2 separate regions of the Gasterosteus aculeatus genome follow, and region 1 is linked to region 2. The links are chromatin contacts, called in public Hi-C maps. All regions are on one chromosome and are shown on one strand. The core of a region is the stretch at or near the end of the contact, and the rest is flanking DNA. Distances in the headings are between cores, read along the strand shown.

Evidence for each region. A called contact is a pair of places that touch in the nucleus more often than the background predicts.
Region 1: a Hi-C map of whole body shows a contact between it and region 2, with 2.8 times the contacts expected there. The contact joins the enhancer-like site here to the promoter of ngly1 in region 2. A contact is called at or near these places in 4 of 6 Hi-C or Micro-C datasets (skeletal muscle, tail fin and whole body).

Annotation. Positions count from the first base shown.
Region 1 is chr10:14,840,049-14,845,573 of fGasAcu3.hap1.1, forward strand. No RefSeq gene overlaps it. Among protein-coding and RNA genes, the nearest start is that of septin7a, 4.8 kb to the right of the region's middle. Within about 2 kb of position 3,088, at least 9 of the 9 cell types and tissues checked have open chromatin away from gene starts, as enhancers often do.
Region 2 is chr10:14,803,190-14,808,274 of fGasAcu3.hap1.1, forward strand. It overlaps ngly1 (N-glycanase 1), which reads right to left and starts at 2,731. Exons shown (of 12, transcript XM_040187964.2): 1 at 2,433-2,731; 2 at 1,910-2,024; 3 at 1,593-1,832; 4 at 933-1,095; 5 at 598-817; 6 at 354-475. The coding sequence starts at 2,731. It overlaps oxsm (3-oxoacyl-ACP synthase, mitochondrial), which reads left to right and starts at 2,585. Exons shown (of 2, transcript XM_040187968.2): 1 at 2,585-3,960; 2 at 4,137-4,678. The coding sequence starts at 2,969. The coding sequence ends at 4,539.

The DNA of each region.
Region 1 (5,525 bases), core at 1,838-4,337, 37 kb after region 2:
ATTTTTAAGAATCCTTTTCTTTGGTCCAGTAGCCCGACCGCGTGCCAAATAAATGGATGAAACATGAAGCCCTGCTGCCTTTTCTCTCCAGCTAATATATATTTAAATGTCTTTTTAAAAAAGGGGAGAGGACCGTTGGGCTGCTGCAGGCCTCCAGCTTGCTTTGGTCCGCGTTAGGAGGAAGAGCCCACGCTCTTCCTCCTCATTAATGAGCTGCTGCTCTAGATGACAGGCAGCTCCTCCATCAGCTCCAGTCATTATCTCCAACAATACTGCCCAGGTTGCCCCATGTGTGACAGCGCGTATGTGCACAGGCTTCCTCCCCCCCCTGCTGCGAAAGGACGGCAAATAGATACAGAGATGATGAAATGAGCACTGGGCAAACCCACACTGAAATGGCAGAAGGGGACAATTGTTTGCTGCCGGACGGAGACGAACTGCGTTGATGAGCGCACATGAGGGACGGTGCCATTTGCTTTTATGCCAAATGATTCATCGGAGGAAATGAATGCAGCATTCTGCTCAGGCCGAATCCTTTGGGGCGGGCAGGTGCACGCTGCCCCTCCATCTGTGCCAAATGACACCCTGAACATGAGAGAAAGCAAATCACCTTCCCCGAATGAGGGAATTTGAATGGTCGCACAGACGCCTTGGGTTTGAAATTAGATCCATGAAAAAGGAACCATTTGGACCGCAGATGGCTTCGTTGCAGTCGCCTCGTCTCAGCGCTGGTGTTAAAGCTCATGCTGCTCCGTCACGGCGGTCGCTCCATTCACTAAACATTTCCATTCACTGGGATTCTTCAGCACTCAGATTATGGGCGTCTCAGCATAGTGATCAAGCAGGGTTTTCTTGTGAAACCGCATCATTATTCAGAAAATGTGAGAGGATGGGGCTCGCTGTCGCTGTATTACACTGACACCTTGTGTGTGAAATATGCCATTACTTGAGGACCAAGCAGCATCAGTGGACTCTATCAGAAGACACAAACACAGCACATTTACTTAAGTAAAGATATACTTACACTCCATTATCATTACACTCTACATCTTTACCCCACAACATTTGTCTGTAGTTTATAACTTTAAAGATCACGATCATACCTACAAAATATATGAAATTCAACGCAAACATATATAGTTCCACATTAACCAGCAACATTAAAGTGCTGCTTACACAGCAATGACTCAGCAACCTCGTCCCAATCCAATAACATGTCGCTCTGACAGGACCATGCTGCCGCAGGAGGAGGAACCTAAGTGCATTCTCCCTGCAAATATCAGCTATTTCTGTGTTATTATCAAAAACCACACACTCCTAGTGATGAATCTTACATGATGCCTTTAGCAGCCTCTTTATTCGGTGTAACTGTGATATGCAACGCAGGCGCCGTACCGCCTATATGGCACCACCATAAGACGTAATGATAAAGATCAGGTTTTGATTGACACCACAAAGCGATACAAATGGAAATCACACCAAAATGACATATGATCTGGGGCCGAGTCATGATGACGACCAGCAAAGAGACAAATGGTAAAACGTGTCCTACAACACAATAAAAAGTAAAAATCAACACATCTATTTTCCATATTTATCTGTTATCTGTCTATTTGAAGATGATAACAAGCTCCATTAACAAAATAGAGGCAAATATGTCCTTTCATGATCACTATGCAACCGTGAAGAACAATAATCAAGCAAATCAAATTGCCGTGTCGTCTCAGTGTAAATATACAGTTTACAGTCTTTGAGCAACTTCAACAACTCCGTCATCTTCCCGAGCAACACGACGTCCTCCTCGCTTGTACACACAATGACAGTGAGCCCCACAGATGGCACAGATGGCGCATGTAAAGCCTCGCGTGCATCATTCCTATGAGGGAATGTGACAGGCGCACGGCCCTCCGTTTCATTTAGATTCTTCACCGCTGCCTTGCGTAGGAGGGTTCATGTCTGCTCTGCTCTTTGATAGAAACAGAAAACTCCCAGAATGCAGTGCAGAACTCTGTGTGGTGTCTCTCTCTCTCTCTTTCTTTCCTTAACACTTTGTTCGTTAACACCTCTGATTGTTAGTTATTGTTATATCTTGTACTGCATTTGATATAATTGATGTTTTTTTTCTATTATGAAGCCCAGTTCCAGTCATTCCTCTATCTACATTCTTGTGGTTTTATTTGGATTCTCTCACTACGTTTGGGAGTTTTTTTTCTTTCTGAAAACATTTGCAACCTTCCATAAACAAGCGATGGAATAATGTCACTAACTTCACACAGCTATTGGACAGTTGATCAAATCTGTCTTCTGGACAGTAAAGCTTCTCTGCACAGTGTATTAAACCATTTTCACCTCCAAAACAAAGCTATATACAGTGTCTTTTTGACATTTTTCCCCCTTTTTTCTTTTTTACAAACTCATTTAAATGTAACCAAAACCAGGGCGGTTCCAAAATGAATTGTAGTTGCATGTAATGTAAATATTCACTAGATGACACTGTTGCTCAATTTATCAAAAGAGAGAGAGAGAGAGAGAGAGAGAGAGAGAGACTAATATGTGCAAACGTTGGTCCGAGTTAATAATGTTAGTGTTAGGTTATGCATATCTTTAGCATGATTCTTGAGGAGTTTCTTGAGGAGTTATTTTCAACCCCGCATTGATTTTATATTTTATTACATAATTGACACACTTTGTAAATGTATGTAACATTTGGTTCTACGCAAATCTTGCAAGGCATTCTCCAAGATTAGTTTAAGCATTTCGCTTTGTTGTTGTCGCCTCAATTACGTCATTACGTCTTTTAGTGTACGAATCCTGCGACCGCAAGAAGGTCCAACCAGAGCCGTTAAAAGAGAGAGTCGCGTCAACTAGCTCGATTGTCACGTGATTTGCAAGTTTAATTTGATTTAATTTGTTTTGGGTAGAAATCTGTACAAACGGAGACAGGAATGGTACTTTAAAATAGTTATATAGAAATTGTATAGACGTATAAATGTAAATACGTATGTAAAATGTTCACAGGTACTTACCGTGCAACACGGCGCATCACCGCAGTGTGATGCAGTTAACATGTTTCCTTGTTTCCCTCTTATTTGAAACACCCCTAATGTTTCCAGTCACACAAAGGTTTGATAATTGCTTACTATCAACCTTGTTACAATGCCTCTTACATGTCTCAAATATGATAATTGATTCTAATAGTTAACTTCCCCCAATCTGTTATGTGTTAACATTCTCTTAATCTACACATTTAGAGGGGAATTCATTAACATGCTTCAGTGCACATGTTATTTTTAAGCCGTTGTTAAATATACAATATAATCTCTTTTCTTTACACGCCTCATAAAAGTCCACCAGGAACGCCGCAAACTTCCGGGAACCATCGAGAGGCTCCGTGAGCCGCCATTGTCCGCCGTCGGAGTGAACGGAAGTGACGTAACTCTCTTTTAAACGCTCTGGGTTCAACCACCACTACTTTACTGACGGAGTTGAGTGCAGAGTTTAAGAGACGCGATGTCGGGCAGAGAAACATCGGTTGGCGAAACGGACGTCGGACTAATGGGTGAGTTTCACTCAGTTTTACCTTCTTTTTCCTCTGTGAAGCTGACCCCAAAGTCCAACGAGAAGTTTTTTGAAAAAGTAGTTTAGCCTAAAGTTTTAGTTCTAGCCAGATCAAAACGCTTGGCCATAAAACCCCGCCTGCGTCCCATTCTGTGTGTAACGTTAGCTTAACGTTAGCCTAGCCCTCCCGGCGGGGGGGAAATGTCACTCCTAACTCCACGCTACAATCCGATTAACGTTCCAGTCGTAACGTGAGTTATAACCTTCTGCTCCCCACGGATGCGGATTATATAAGTGTCTCTTAACGAGTGCGTCGGGGTTTTTTTGTTTGTTTTTCCTATTTATTTGTTACACAGAGTTTAAATTAAATCATCTCGCGTTGTAACATCTCTAGATTTATGAATGGGGTTTGGCGAGGAGCCCGTGGAATAACGTCGACATTTTAACGACGCCTAACGTTAAGTTAACATAACTTACGTCAGCCTGGCATTTCCTGTTATTTCTGTCAGGAGCCGCTCAAAGAAGCTCGTTACGAGGGAGGCGTAAACTCTGCAATAAAACTCATGATCTATATACATACATATTACTTAATTTATTTGAAGAAACGCTATACTAGCAGAGAGCGTGATAATGAAAGATGGATGAGCTCTAGAAGTCAGTGTTCTCCTCCCAGGTGGTAAAACAGGTCGCTCCATAGTAACTTTACTGATGTGATGTCTGCTACTTTTCTAGATCATCAGAAATCCTTGCTGGTGGGTCGTACGTTTCACTTCATCTCTGATCAAAGGCAGAGAGCCCCCTGGCATCTGACTAATATTACTATCTAATCCCTATGCACAACAAACCCTCACTATCCTGCAGTTGCGGTAGTTGACCTGGTCATGCACAGGCTCATCGGTGGATGAAACCGGTGGCGTCTTGCAGTCGGAGCCAAGTGGCGTGCTGTTTGCACACAGGCAATGACATAGCACAGAGGGGCAGGTCGGGGCAATCAGCCAGCCAGACGGGGAGAGAGTGTCAGATGGTGGGATCGCTGTAATGACAGAGCTCTGCGTGAGTCCGCGCCATGTCCGTTCTAGTGTTGGTGTGATGTAGTTCAGCCTAATTATTGCTACGGGCATCGACGTTATTCTCCGTTCACTAGATGCATTGGGAGGCTTCTGTGCGCGCCGGGTTTCAGGTTTGCGTGTCTGTGATCACGCCACAGGTCTAATTTAGATCGGCCCTTGTCTCTACATCGCTGTGTATAACAAAAGCATGCACTGCAACGACAAAGTGCAGCATCTCTCTTCAGCATTCGCTCGTGGTCGACTAAATATAGTTATCTTTCACTGAATGTAGCTGGCCTCTTCAGTTTGACATTGTTTGCTCTCTGCAGAGAATACACTTTTCACGGTTCAATGCGGGCAGCTTAAGTAAATCGCAATGTGTGTGTATTGAAATAGGTTGCAAGTTGACTTTAGACTCAAGGGCCTCCTACACATGAGTTCATGCCAATCATATAAATCACAAAATTTGATCTATTTAATCTGTTGATTCATCTCTGTGTTGTCAACGCGTAGAAATTCTCAAATTAATCATTTCATCAATTTCTTATGTGACTTTAACAATGTCCAAATGTTGTAGTTTTTTTGTTTCATGTTATTTGTCATCTAACATAGTTTGCTTTATTGTATACTAGTTAAAATGTTTACAGGAATACACTCACCCACTGATGTAGTAATACGAATGTGGCGCCGTAGTATGAGCGATTCTGATCACTTTTCATGTGACAAGGGGGCTGAACATCTGAAACTCTGAGAAATGCATAATGAGTTACTGCGAAGCAGCACAGAAGCAACATGTGATCTGAAAGGTGCACGTTACATGAGGCAGTAACACAGACAGGGCGGTTCGACAGCAGGGTCTTAAACAACATGCTCCACGATCTAGTACTTACTGCAGTTGAATTTTCTTTTTTTTTGTCA
Region 2 (5,085 bases), core at 1,481-3,980:
TTATCATCATTATTATTGTATGATTGCTATAAAAATAATTTTATGCCAATTTGCTAATCAGATAAAGATTGTAGCTCCAGTTGTGATAACACCCAACTAAATGACAACGGAGTAAACTTAATTTTCTGATGAAGCACATTAGATGTGGGTGAAAGCTCAAGAAGAAGTTGTTGGTGGCTTTCACCAAATAGCTCATTCATATTCACGACAAGATTGTAATATGTCCTCTTAAAATATCATGTAAACAGCTGCTTTAGCTCTGCAGAGCAGAAAATAGAATCAGGGATGCAAATCGCACCTCGTGATGAATACAGTATCCATCTATGAACCACATGCGTCAGTCCCGTACATACCAGTGCTGTCCCAGATGTATCTGGCCTCCAGGCCGAGGGCTCTGCAGCACAGCGTCATGCAGTTAGCCCACTCCCCACAGCGCCCCCTCCTGGTTTCAAGAAGCTTCTCGGGATTGTTGTATCTGGCATTAACAAGAGAGCAATTAATTAAAGCATGAGTTTCTGCAACTTAATCCTAGTTTTCAATATTAGCTCAAAATGATTTTCTTGGAGCAGTAAGAACTAACAGGAATGCTCCACACACCTGGGGAATCTGGTGGAGAGCTGGCAGCTCTCACAGTAGTGGTTCTCTACTCGCTGGGCTCCCCAGCGGATGTCATCGGGGGTGGGACTAAGGGACCTGGAGTTCACGGTCGGGCCTTTGCATTGGCTGCAGGGCAGACAGTCCACCCAGGAGAAGAAGTCCTGCTTGAACCATCTGAGCAGCTCCAGCACCAGGAAGTCTTCCATTCCAAGTTTACATTCTGTAAAAAGGAAAGCAAGTCAGGTGGTTCCCTCGAATCACCATTTAATGCATATCTTTATTTGCATACGGTTCAACATACAACCGATTGTCCTGACTGACTACGGGGACTTCACCTGGATCAACCTCCTTCGCCTCCGTCAGCTTCTGTTCAGCAGCAGAGCACAGCTGCTGGTGAGGGATGTGGCTCCTGGCTTTCTGCTGCAGCTCAGGGTTTTCATAAATCATCACATGTTGGAAGTTTGACTGGAGGGACAGGAAAAAACTCATACTGTTCTCCTGATGGAAAGACAAGAAAATAAACACCAAGATTATACAACTGTTACACAATGCCCTCCAATATCTCAAAATAATAGAAACCGTATTAATATTGTAAAGGTCCAAAGAGTTGAGAATTTAAGATGATGTTGTCTAATTTAAAACCCTGAATCTTTCGTCTTTAATAATCACTGTAGCCACCAATACCTGAACTGGGAAATCACCAATTTAAGATAAAGAAATAGAGAACATTCCAACCACTCTCCAATTGTCTAACATGGCCATATTATAAAAGGTGTAGTACACACAAACCAGGGCTTTGAGATACTCTAAAACGCTGTCAATGAAACCCTCATCATATGGAAAAATTGGCATTAGATTAGATGAACGTCATAAGGTTTCTTCATCTTTAATTTGTCTTTAGAAGAGAACAAAGTGAGTCGAGGGGTCTTTAGTGTCACAGTGATTTTACAGCGTGTAACACACATACTCTAAACGAGGGAAGAATACATCTTTACCAAAGATGAAGGCTCTGATGGAGGTGGTGTAACTGGCTGGCTGGAGGCAGCAGCAGAGCTCTCTGGCGCCGGGGACGGGGTCGAGACCGAGGTCGAGGCCAAGGGTGCAACGGCCTGAGCGATAGGTTGGACGGGCTGTCCCCCACACAGTCTCTGATCCCGCTCTGCTGCCACGGAGTCCCTGATGAGCTTCAGCTGTTCTACCGATGCAGACTTGGGGAACACCAGGTGGGTTTCAGCCTGTAAAGAGGTGCAAGAGGTCATAGGATTTACACACAGTTGGGCCGATGAGGGATGAACTAATACTTGTCAATTACCTCCTCAAATCCCATCTCAAAAAGACATTCCACAGCACCTTTGACGGGCAGCAGCTTGGTGGAGAATGTGGGATTGCCTATGCGGATCGACCTGTACTTTTCCTCATTGGGAGACCTGTTGGGGGGCGACATGAAACGAGTAAGTAGAAGTGTTCCTGATGCCTGACGTGTTCATATATGCCACCTATTGACGGGTTCTCTGCTTTACAATCACACAAATAGGTAGAAATCTGATTACACCCAAGAAACATGACATGGTGACTTCAGGGCGGTGGAAGAATTGCCCAACGAGCACCCATGGCGATTGATCCTTTAATCATTTCAGAATTTTACCTTGTGCGTGTGTTGACAAAGACAAAACACTTTATAACGCATATAGCGGGGCTAAGCTAGGTTAGCTGTACCCGGCGGTTGGGCTAACGTTGGCACGGTTGTTAACGATTAGTGTACAAAAAGAAGGAAAAAAAACACACACATCATCACGTCGCTGGTGTGTTGCGTTGTTATACGTTCACAACCTTACCGTAAAATGTTATCAGCATATGTAAGCAACAACTTCGCAACGTCTAGAAAGACTTCATTTGAATTCTCACACAGCGTCGTCACTGCTGGTGACAAAACCATGGTGGTATTTCCTGAACAAACTGGTTCAAGTCTTTCACTAGCGCTGAAGCTAAAGTTGCAATTTTGGCTAGTGGGTGTTTTCGGGTCTGTTTTTAGGTGACCCGTAATCGCCTGAGTAGAAGTTTGTCGCGCTAAGTAACGGGCATAACTTTTTTTTTTAATTTGAGAAGTCTTTTTTAAAGTCATACAATAAATCATCGTTTTCCTGGTCAATTGGTTTGTCCTATTTTTAACAACGACGTTTAGACTTTAATCCGGCGTTCGAAAGTGCTACCTAAGACTCGCAACAGACCCGTCCAAGGATGTTTGTTTGTTTTGTTTCGTGAATGTGATGAGTTTAATCAATTTGCAAACAATCCTCGGTCCAGTAAGTAACACGCTTAATTCCGGAGCTACAATCAAGGTGAGTACAGTTATAACGTCAGACATAACGGCATGTGGGCTCTATCGCTCTCCTGCTGCACTATGCTCCAGCTGAGGACACACAACGTGAGGACATTTCTTCAAAAGGCCGTCTGTGTTTGTCCAAACCAAGACTCCAGACACTGCAGCTCTGCAAAGCACAAAAGGAGGGTTGTTATAACTGGGATAGGGTTAGTGTGTCCTCTGGGCACAGGGACTGTCCTAACCTGGGACCGCCTCATTAAAGGACACAGTGGGATCGTTGCTCTTCCCTCTGAGGACTACAAGTCCATCCCCTGCAAAGTGGCGGCGCTGGTGCCCAGAGGAAACGACCACGGCCAGTTTGAGGAGGAGCGGTTCGCGTCCCGTGGGGAGATCGGCAGCATGTCCTCCGCCACCGTGATGGCTCTCGGAGCTGCTCAGCTGGCCCTGGAGGACTCGGGCTGGCACCCCGAAACCCCGGAGGAACAAGTCAACACCGGGGTGGCCGTCGGCATGGGCATGGTGTCCCTGGATGAAATCGCTCGCACCTCGGCGGCCTTCCGAGAGAAGGGCTACAAAAAAGTCAGTCCCTTCTTCGTGCCGCGCATCCTTGTCAACATGGCTGCTGGGCACATAAGCATCAGACACAAACTGAAGGGTCCCAACCACGCGGTGTCCACGGCGTGCACCACGGGTGCCCACGCCGTAGGCGATGCCGCCAGGTTCATCGCCCACGGCGATGCGGCCGCTATGCTCTCGGGGGGAACAGAATCCTGCGTGGGGCCTCTGTCGGTCGCCGGCTTCGCCAGGGCCCGGGCCCTCGCCACCAAATGGAACGACGACCCCGCCCAGGCGTCGAGGCCCTTTCACCCGGAGCGAGAGGGATTCGTGATGGGCGAAGGCGCGGCGGTGCTCCTCCTGGAGGAGCGTGACCACGCGGTAAAACGAGGGGCCAGGATCTACGCGGAGATCCTGGGTTATGGGCTCTCTGGAGATGCCAGTCACATCACTGCACCCACTGCGGATGGAGATGGAGCATTCAGGTGACTCGTCTTAGTCTAAAAGAACGACCTGAAAGAGGCAAAAAATGGGATATTTGGTATTTTCACCACATGATGCCATTCACAGTTTATAGAATGTGATCCTGAAGGTTATAAGTTAATTCATTGGAGCTTGGAGAAACACCCGTGAGTTGAACTTGTCCCACTGTCTTTTTCAGATGCATGTCTGCGGCCCTCAGAGATGCCGGCGTCTCGCCGGCTGACGTGACGTACGTGAACGCTCACGCCACCTCCACGCCCTTGGGAGACGCGGCGGAAAACGCCGCCATCAAGAGGCTCTTCCGGCATGCGGCCCAGAACCTGGCCGTCTCCTCCACCAAGGGGGCCACCGGACACCTGCTCGGGGCCGCGGGGGCCCTGGAGGCAGCCTTCACCGCCCTGGCCTGCTACCACGGGGTCCTGCCCCCGACCCTCAACCTGGACCGGACCGAGCCGGAATTCGACTTGAACTACGTCCCCCGCGCGGCACAGCCGTGGGACGCTCGGGGCCGGCGCGTCGCCCTCACCAACTCGTTCGGATTCGGCGGCACCAACGCGTCGCTGTGCATCAGCAGCATCTGATGACACAATTGTTTATTGTGGCGTCATGGAGTTTCCATGAGCATCATCGCTTCTTCTGCTAGTTGGTTTGTGCGTTCTCATGAACTGATTCAAGGAAAATGTCAGTGACAGAATAAAAGCATTGAATCCTTGTTTAAAATGTATAATTGTGAGTAAAATGTATTTAGGTGACTTTGTGAATAAGCCTTTTTAATTATTTATTATTTAATTATTAGCCTTTTTAGGAACTATCATGTGTATTTTTATGTTGAATCTTCTGAAATAATGAAAATTGCACTTGTCGTGCAGTAAAAATATTCCTAAGTAGCTAACAAAAGAACGGAAAATGTAGCTTATGTTCCGTTCTTTAGTAAATGTCCTCTTCCCCATCTGATCCAATAGAAACAGAGCTCAGCCCTGAGAGCGGCCGTCTCTTTAGTCCAGCAGGTGGTGCACGTTGCTCCTATGAACATTTCCAAAGCAGTCAGACATTCAGTAGACACTCGAACAACAGAAAAATAAACATCACAACATTTACAAGCAGCACTAACTGAGTGAGGTCTTCCT